Linked DNA regions of Sus scrofa: region 2 is linked to region 1. Evidence: chromatin contacts called from public HiChIP or PLAC-seq data. All regions are on one chromosome and are shown on one strand. Each heading gives the region's core, a stretch centred on a gene start, on an enhancer-like site or on the middle of the called end of the contact. The rest is flanking DNA. Distances are from core to core; before and after follow the strand shown. Region 1 overlaps NME7 (nucleoside diphosphate kinase 7). Region 2 overlaps NME7 (nucleoside diphosphate kinase 7).

Region 1 (4,161 bases), core at 535-3,034:
ATGAGGAAGATATTCTTGAAATATTTTAACAGGATTTAAAAAATTATTTTTATAAATTGTTGAAAACCCTGTTATGTAATGTATTAGATGTTAAAAAGCAAGTGAACAGAACTCACTGTATTAGTCTTCTTTCATAAGAACTGCTGTTTGAACCCAATAATTTCTTTAGTGGCTAAAAAAATGCTTTAAACTTGCTTGGAATTGGTTAGGGCAGGGATCAAAAAAAATTCAGTTTAAGTCCTTTTTTTATGCAAGGGATAGAGAGAAATGAAATTGTTGTCTTTTCATTAAAACATTTCTTAAAGCCCTGTTGACTGGAGAGGAATATATGAAAAACCAAATTAACTTCTTTATAAATCAGAACGAGAAACCCGTTTTTCTTAATAACTAATATAGTCATTTATTTTATGCCTACTGTAAGTTCTTTTCATATAAGGAAACCATCTCAGGTTGAAAAGACACCCAACGTCAGGGAGTTCCCATTGTAGCTCAGTGGTTAACGAATCCAACTAGGAATCATGGGGTCGCGGGTTCCGACCCTGACCTTGCTCAGCGCGTTGGGGATCTGGCATTGCCGTGAGTTGTGATGTAAGTCACAGATGCAGCTCGGATCTGGCATTGCTGTGGCTGTGGTGTAGGCCAGCGGCTACAGCTCTAATTAGTCCTCTAGCCTGGGAACCTCCATATGCTGTGGATGCGGCCCTAGAAAAGACGCACACACACAAAAAAAATAAAAATAAAAGACACCCAAGGTTATACTGCTGTTAACTGACAGGGTTCTGATTTGAATCTGTTTAGCCTGAAATCCCAGGCTCTTTCTAGCCTACTGAAATTGGGGCCAAGATATTTACTATTTTTTTAAATTTTTAGGAGTAAATTTCTAATTTTTTTTTTTTGTAGTCAGAAGTGAAGACTGTTTACTTCCTTTTGTAAACTCAATTTATAGAGCATATGAGTGATACAAATTTTATTCAAAAAGTCATAATTCATATTTTGACACTGAACTAGGCCCTCTGCAGAATTACCATGATTTAATACATAATTACAGGGCTATGGTTGAGAGGTGTTTGTTAAATGGTTGTGTGGCCTGGATATGCTGAAACCCACATTGAACACTAGGTGGCAGTCCTTCATTGCTGGACACGTTCTTTCAGGCACCATCTCCTTTATGAATATTATTAGTTGCTTATTAATTTTAATCATATTGATGTGGCATATGAATGCTCTTCATCTAGAAAGGACATAGTATCACAGATTATTTCTCATGAAGATGAAGACACATACTTTTCCGTTTCATAAATTAGGAAACTGAAGCCTAGATAATGAAAATGGCCCCCTTTGGGATTAAACTTGAAAATGGTTTTGCAGAATATATTACTCCACCAAAATATCCTTTATTTTATTTAAAGGAAACCTAAAACTACTAAATTAAGATAACCCAGGAGTCACATGAAATAATATAGGTCAAAGTTTTCAAAAGGTAGAATAGATTATTCTAATATACAGCTTTTCAGATAGACTGTGTGATAATCAGTACTTCTAACACTTGATGATATAGTCACGGCTTTATCCACTTTTACAGAAGTACATTCATGCCTACAGCCCCTTGAATCTGCATCTTTTGAGCGTGCACATAGTATTTTCTCCAATGACTGATTCTCAAAGAGTACTCATTCCTTTTCACCTGAGGCTAATGCTAAGAATCAGTAGCCAACCGTAGTTAATGCTGAATACTAATAATAGCAAAGTATCCAGAACTGTGTGTATATTTAGCATCTACAGCATTCAGTATTTGAAGCAGAGGAAAAATGGAACCACTTTGGTTTGCAACTAGGGCCCTACATGCTGCTGTGCATGTTGCACGACACAACTGCAAGTGAACTGCAGATATGCTTATTTATCACATATATATATTTTAATATATGACAGAAAATGTTACAAGGAAAGTCCAACTTTTTTTGATTTGCACAAAAGTACCAGGTCTGCTAAGGAACAGGCTTCTCAGATTTTGACTCACTGGTACTGACACTCAGTACCATTGGCATTTTCCCCAGTGGGAAAAGAGAGAAGAGCACAAGAGAGAGGTGATATAAAAATAACATTCTAAGATGCGTCTAAATTGCTAAAAATGTCAGGGTGGATTTAGGGCCCCACAGTGGAGGTAGACTGCCTCCCCACCATATCTGCTTCTCTACCACTACCTTCAGATCGTATCAGCTATTTTTTTTTTCTTGAATTCATAAGTTCCCCCTCCCCTTTAAAGCTTTATATGTTTTGTCTCTGAAATATTCACCCCAGATTTCTTTGTGACTGACTTCTACTTATTTTGGTTTTACCTTAAATAACATCTCTTCCCAGAGGGCTTTACACTCTATTCTAGTTGAAGGAAGCTCTCTGTCCCTAATCATTAACACATTTACTTATGCATTGTATTGTCTTTATAACATTTATTATTACAGGAATTATACTTTTTTTTTTATGGCTACACCCATGGCATATGGAAGTTCCCAGGCCAGGGATTGAGTCTGAGCCTCAGTGGAGACTACATTGCCTTTGGCACACTGCGCTGGGCAGGGGATTGAAACCAAGCCGCAGGGTGATCTGAGCCACTGCAGTTGAATTCTTAACCCACTGCACCACAGTGTGAACTCCAAAGAATTATACCATTTTTTTAAAGTGCTAGGAGGAGACACAGAAAGTCGTAAGTGAGCTCAGTGTCAACAGGGCCTTGTCTGTTTTGAATATCCTCAGTGTCTGCTGTGGTGCCTGGCAAAGAGAAGGAACTCAATATTTGTTGAAAGAATGGAGAAATAAATAAATTCAGCTTTTTAGGCATTAATAAATTTTTATTTGATACTGGCCACTGGATAAGTTCTGCTTTTTAAGTTTATTTATTCATTCAACAAATATTTAATAATACCATAAATATTTAAATAAATTATTTAAATAAATTGTTTAAAGAAATATTTAACAATAATATGCTATGCATATACCTGGTCCCTTGGGGTATATCCTTGAACAAAACAGACACTAATCCCTGCCCTATCAGGTCTTACATACTCTTGAGGGAGTTATACAGTAAATAATTAGCATATTATTATAATATGCATAATATTTGAAAGTGTTAAATGCTGTAGGGGAAAAATGAGCATGGTGATGAACACTGGAGATGCTCGTAATAGTGGTGGATGTAATTTAGAGGGACATGGCCAGAGTTGGTAGGGAAGATAATAATGAGACTATTTTTCACTTGAGAGTGAGAAAGGATGAGCCATGCAGATGTTGGAGAAAAAGTATTCCAGGAAATAGGCAGCCAGTGGAGAGGCTCTTAGGTAGAGAATGCCGTGTGTTCAAGTAACAGTGTAGCTCTGGCGCAGTAAGCTAGAGTGACAGTTGTGGGAGATGAGATTAGACAGGCAACTAGAGGCCAGATCTTGCATGCCATTGAATGTGGGTTGACTTTATTCTGATAGAAATAGGAAGTCTGAGTCTACAGTTTTAAGCAGAGGAGTGAGGTGGTTAAACTTACATTTTTACCAGATCTCCTTGGCTGTTTTTTTGAGAATAGTTGTGGCTGGGGGCAGTAGTCAAGGACGGAAGTAGAGAGACCAGTTATAAGGTATAATCTAGGTGAGAGTATGGTGGCTTGGAGTAGTGTGATTGCAATGGAGGTAGTGCAGTGATTAGAATGTATACATTTTGCAGGTAGAGCTATTAAGATTTCCTAATGGATTAGGTCTGAGGTCTAAGAGAAAGAATCAGTCAATGATAGAGTTAAAAGTTGGCCCTTGGATCATGGCCTAAGCAATGGGAAGGGTGGAGTAACTATTAACAGAGCTGTGGAGGAATGATGAAGGAACAAATTTGGTATGGGGCTGGACCGGGAATTTAGTTTGGAACCCATTAAATTGGAAATATTTAATATCTAATATAAGAGGCAGTTGGCTATATGACCCTAAAATTTGGGAGAGTTCTAGCCTGAGAGCTGTCAGTATATGGGATGTATTTAAAGCCTTGAGACCAGACAAGATCATCAAGAGAGTTAGTGTAGCTAGTTATAAAAGGTCTAAAGACCAAATTTTAGGGTACTTTAACATTAAGAAATCAAGGAGAAGTGCATACACTGGAAAAGAGATTACAAATCAGTAACTTAAGCTTCTA
Region 2 (4,161 bases), core at 608-3,107, 170 kb after region 1:
TCAGATTCGCAGAAGAGAAATTAAGAGTAACATGAAAAATAGAAATATGATTGTTAGAGTATTTCAAGGGAAGACTCTTAGTAAATATAGCTCATTTAATTAAGCCTTTGGATAACATCAATAGCAAAATGCCATCCATGTATCATATATAATTTACTTACAGAAGTCCAAATTGGTACTTCATTACATGAGTTATGTGTGCTTAGTAGCACTTGTGCTTGGACGTCTCAGATTAAGGAGGTCTAACCTGCCCCAAACTCCCTGCCCTGTGTAGCTGCAATGCCCTGACATTCTCAATTGCTTATCCTACCCTGTTTTCTTTTATGTTTTTCTATAATAAGTATTAGCTTCTAAACACAGTGTATCATTTATTATTGAACACATTTATTTTTTGTTTTCACCCACTAGCACATAAACCCCAGGAAGGAAGGGATTTTTGTTTTCTCACTGATACATCGGGAAGGGTACTCATTATACATTTTTTTTTTTTTTGAAAAATGAATGTTAGTGGAGGGAAAATATTAATTACATTTCCATTTTCTATTGCTTAAATACATATTTAGTGTACTTTTATTATGGCCTCTGTATCCAGTCATTCATCCAGAAACTGGATATGCTTTATCCTAGATTCCTTTCACAGTCAATTTTCTAGTGCCCATTTTATAGTCGAAAAATGAAATTAAGGCTCAGAGAGGCTTATTTTAAAACTTAAAAAAATCCATTAATTTTTTTTCCCCCAAAGAACATATCCCTATTAAAAATTAATGTCAGGATTTGAACTCTGTTTTGCCTGGTTCCATCTTAAATTTTTTTTTTATGATTCAAAATCTCAATAACATCATTTCTCCAAATTATAATTGAATATGGCGCAAGAAACTTTTTGAATGTCCACAAAGCACCTAAGAGAATAATTCTCTTGCTGGGTCAGTCTCTGGCCCTTTCAGGATAGTTTCTGTCTGTGACAATGGTACCAATAGATATTTTAAATATGAGAGTGGTGTCATTCTAAACATCTATCTCAAAATTAGCTTTATGACATTCCAATTATTTCCATAACCCATCATGAAACTATCATTTGTAAAATTTTTAACTTTTTTGAAGACACTTTCCTGTGTATTATTTTAGGCTTGGCACTTTTCCTGACTTTCTTCTCAGTGTTTTGAATTTTTTTTCTTAGGAAGGTTTTTGGCTTTCTTGCTCCTCAGGCCCTAGCATCTTCTGTTGCGGTGAAGTCTTGTGTCTTTTGCTCTATACCCACCCCCAGCTTCTTGTCCCTTGTCCTTTACTCCATATGTGCCACCTTAGTCCCCACAGGGATTGGGAAATTTTGATAACTATCTTTTTTTGTTTCATTATGAACCATGAACTTTTTCTTCTTTCTTTTATGTAATTTTGGCATTTAGCTGGTTTCCATTTCCCCCTTCCTCACATCGGCATCCTTGGCCTCACCCTTTTCCAGTACTTTTTTTCTGAATGTTTCCCACGAAGAGTTTTTCCTTTGAGTCTCTTGTTTCCCTGCCATTTCCTTTCCTTTTTTTTTTTCAAAAAATATTCTTGTATTGATTCCTTTATCTCCCTTTGGCTGCATTAACTGTTTTCTATGACATAATACTGTTTCCATTAAGCTCTCATAGCTTAACATTTTACCTCTTTTTTCTTTCCATTTTCTTTTCATTCATAGAGAAGATCACTTGTTTTGTTTTTCTTCAAAAATAACCATGTTCCAATAAGACATGTCCACATCACAGTCAGAAGGAAGGGCTAGAGTTTTCCCAAAGCAGTGCACACTGGAGATGGGGCATCGCCACTAGCTGGAGCTGCTAGCTTTCCAAAATCCCAAGAGGTCGCAGCACCATGTGCCAGGCCTTATCTTCCTAATGCACATGTGCTGCTTGTCAGTTTCAAATGTCAGCTGCTAGTGGTATTACTTAGAGACAGTAGGCTTTGTGTCAGGATGGAAAGAAAAAAAAAAATTAAACCTTGAGTCCCTGGGAAATTACCATTTTTGGACACCTAAGAGCCTGCCACCTTACCAGTCTCTTATTGGTAAAAGCCACTGACACCGGTGCCAAGTTTGAGCACAGGATCAGTTACACTTGGCATGAATTGTACTGAGCCATGGTGTTCTCAGGATGTCGTTAGAAAGGCATTTTATTTATATCTCAGGGAGACTGTCCTAGCACTTGCAAGGCCAAAGAGAAGGACTTCAGGGACCCTTAAAAAAAAGTGCAGAAAAGTGAATGGGTAGCACAAAATTAATTACCCATTCACTTTTGAATATTGATTTTTGATTGGTGACATTAGATAGCAAAACAATAATCATTGCTCCTCTGTACTAAGTGTAGGCATGATCTTTTTGAAAGCACTTAATTAAAATATAAATAACTCATAATATATATATATAATTCTATATATATATATATATATATATATATATATATAATTCTGTACTTTACTATGAAATCCTTTCAGTAATGCTTCAAGACAAGGTTTCCATATACTCTAAGTAAAACCCAAATTTGAGACATTTAATGTAAAAAGTAAAATATATATGATATGGATTTTTAAAAAAGCTTGTTCTCAGAGAAGATTGTACATTTCAGAATTAGCCAATGTTATCTCTCAAGATTCCTCGCTCCATTATCTTCTGAAGCTTTGCCGCCTAACTGATATGCTATTTTCAAGTTGCTATGAGTTGTTTTCTCTCTTTGTCCTGTCTAATACATTCAGTAGACATTTGGTCTCTACCAAAAGGTCCTTGATATTTGCAAGACTATTCGGTCCTGGCCAAAATATCCATAAGGCATTTGGGCCATGCCAAAATGTCCTTGGTATTTGTCCCTTTCAAAATGATTTGGCGTGAACCAGATGCACTCTTGAACATTTTGGATAGAACCAGATTTCAAGGACCTTTTCCTGTGGAACAGATGTCTTAAGAAGCAGATTCTTGTGGACGTTTGGACAAGACCATATGACTGCTAACCATTTCTCTCCTGACTCTACTCATTCCTCAGAGCACCAGTTATATCATAGTTACAAAACCGCTAGAGAGTAAATTTATCCGGAGGAGGGTTGAGTATACCATATTTACTTTTTCCTTCTTTTTCATGTACTGTTTTTCCTTTAAGACACCACAAATTGCCCCAACCTTGAGTAACTTTTGCCATCCTTTGAACTCCTCTCACTCATCGTCCATACGTCTTATCTGGAAGTAGATATGTGTGCTCCTTGTATAATTTTCTTTTATGAATGTTCCTCACCCCCTGGTTTAGATACTAATTAGGAGACCTGTCTTATACCTTTTCAGTATCTCCAGTATCCCCAAAATGATCTAACACTGTTCTTTCTCAACTTTCATGTACACAGAAAACCCCTCGAGATCTTATTGAAGATTGTGATTCAGTCAGCATAGGGTAGGGCCTGAAATTCTGCATTTATGACATTCTCAAGTTATGTGATACAGTTGGTCTGCAGGTGATACATCAAGTGTCCTGTCTGTGGCAGACTTTCAACAAATGTTTGCCGATGCTATTTGTTTCATAAAAGAACAAAAGATTTGCATTTTGTTGAATGCTTCATTTGTCTGCAATATGAAAACAGCACTGAGACGTGAAGATAGATTTAAGTCAATTTCTGTGAATAACTGAAGGTGTGGAATGTCTGTTTTTTGTTTTTTCCTGGTTTATCTATATGATCAATAGGACTGGATTTTAGCTCACTCATTTTAATAGATACCAGATTGGATGAGAGTATATGTGAATACCTTCTATGCCTGGATTTACTAGGCTTGGGCTTAAAAGTACAGGCCTTTATAACACATTTTCAATCATCTGAGTTATCCAGTCTTTTTCTGCTCTTACTCAGTACATCTGGCTTTGAGGAGCAGATGCAGATTTTTCCTGGTAAACTCAAATCCTACGGGCATCACATTTCCAGGTCAAGAATTAGTCATAACCTTACTCTAAACTTTATAAAATTTTTCCTATCTTTTTTTGGGATAGAATTCAAAAGTGGGCCATTAAGAATTATCGGCAAGCAATGACTCTGGGTCCCTAGCCTTTAATGGCAACCAAGAAACCCATGCTTTTTACCAGAGTCCATTGTTGATTTCCCTTTTTTCCCCAAATAGAGAATACACTCATCTGGGGGGGGTGCACTTCA

The links. HiChIP or PLAC-seq counts read pairs in DNA pulled down with a chosen protein or histone mark.
Region 2: a contact with region 1 is called in an H3K27ac HiChIP or PLAC-seq map of skeletal muscle, with 4 times the contacts expected there. The contact joins two enhancer-like sites. A contact is called at or near these places in 1 of 47 Hi-C or Micro-C datasets (skeletal muscle) and 1 of 2 datasets of contacts at active chromatin or transcription factors (skeletal muscle).

Annotation. Positions count from the first base shown.
Region 1 is chr4:81,653,032-81,657,192 of Sscrofa11.1, forward strand. The region is part of intron 1 of NME7 (nucleoside diphosphate kinase 7); the gene reads left to right. Among named protein-coding and RNA genes, the nearest start is that of NME7, 15 kb to the left of the region's middle. Within about 2 kb of position 1,785, at least 3 of the 83 cell types and tissues checked have an H3K27ac peak or open chromatin away from gene starts, as enhancers often do. A contact at or near this core is called in skeletal muscle, where this site is marked.
Region 2 is chr4:81,822,689-81,826,849 of Sscrofa11.1, forward strand. The region is part of intron 11 of NME7 (nucleoside diphosphate kinase 7); the gene reads left to right. Among named protein-coding and RNA genes, the nearest start is that of ATP1B1, 110 kb to the right of the region's middle. Within about 2 kb of position 1,858, at least 7 of the 83 cell types and tissues checked have an H3K27ac peak or open chromatin away from gene starts, as enhancers often do. A contact at or near this core is called in skeletal muscle, where this site is marked.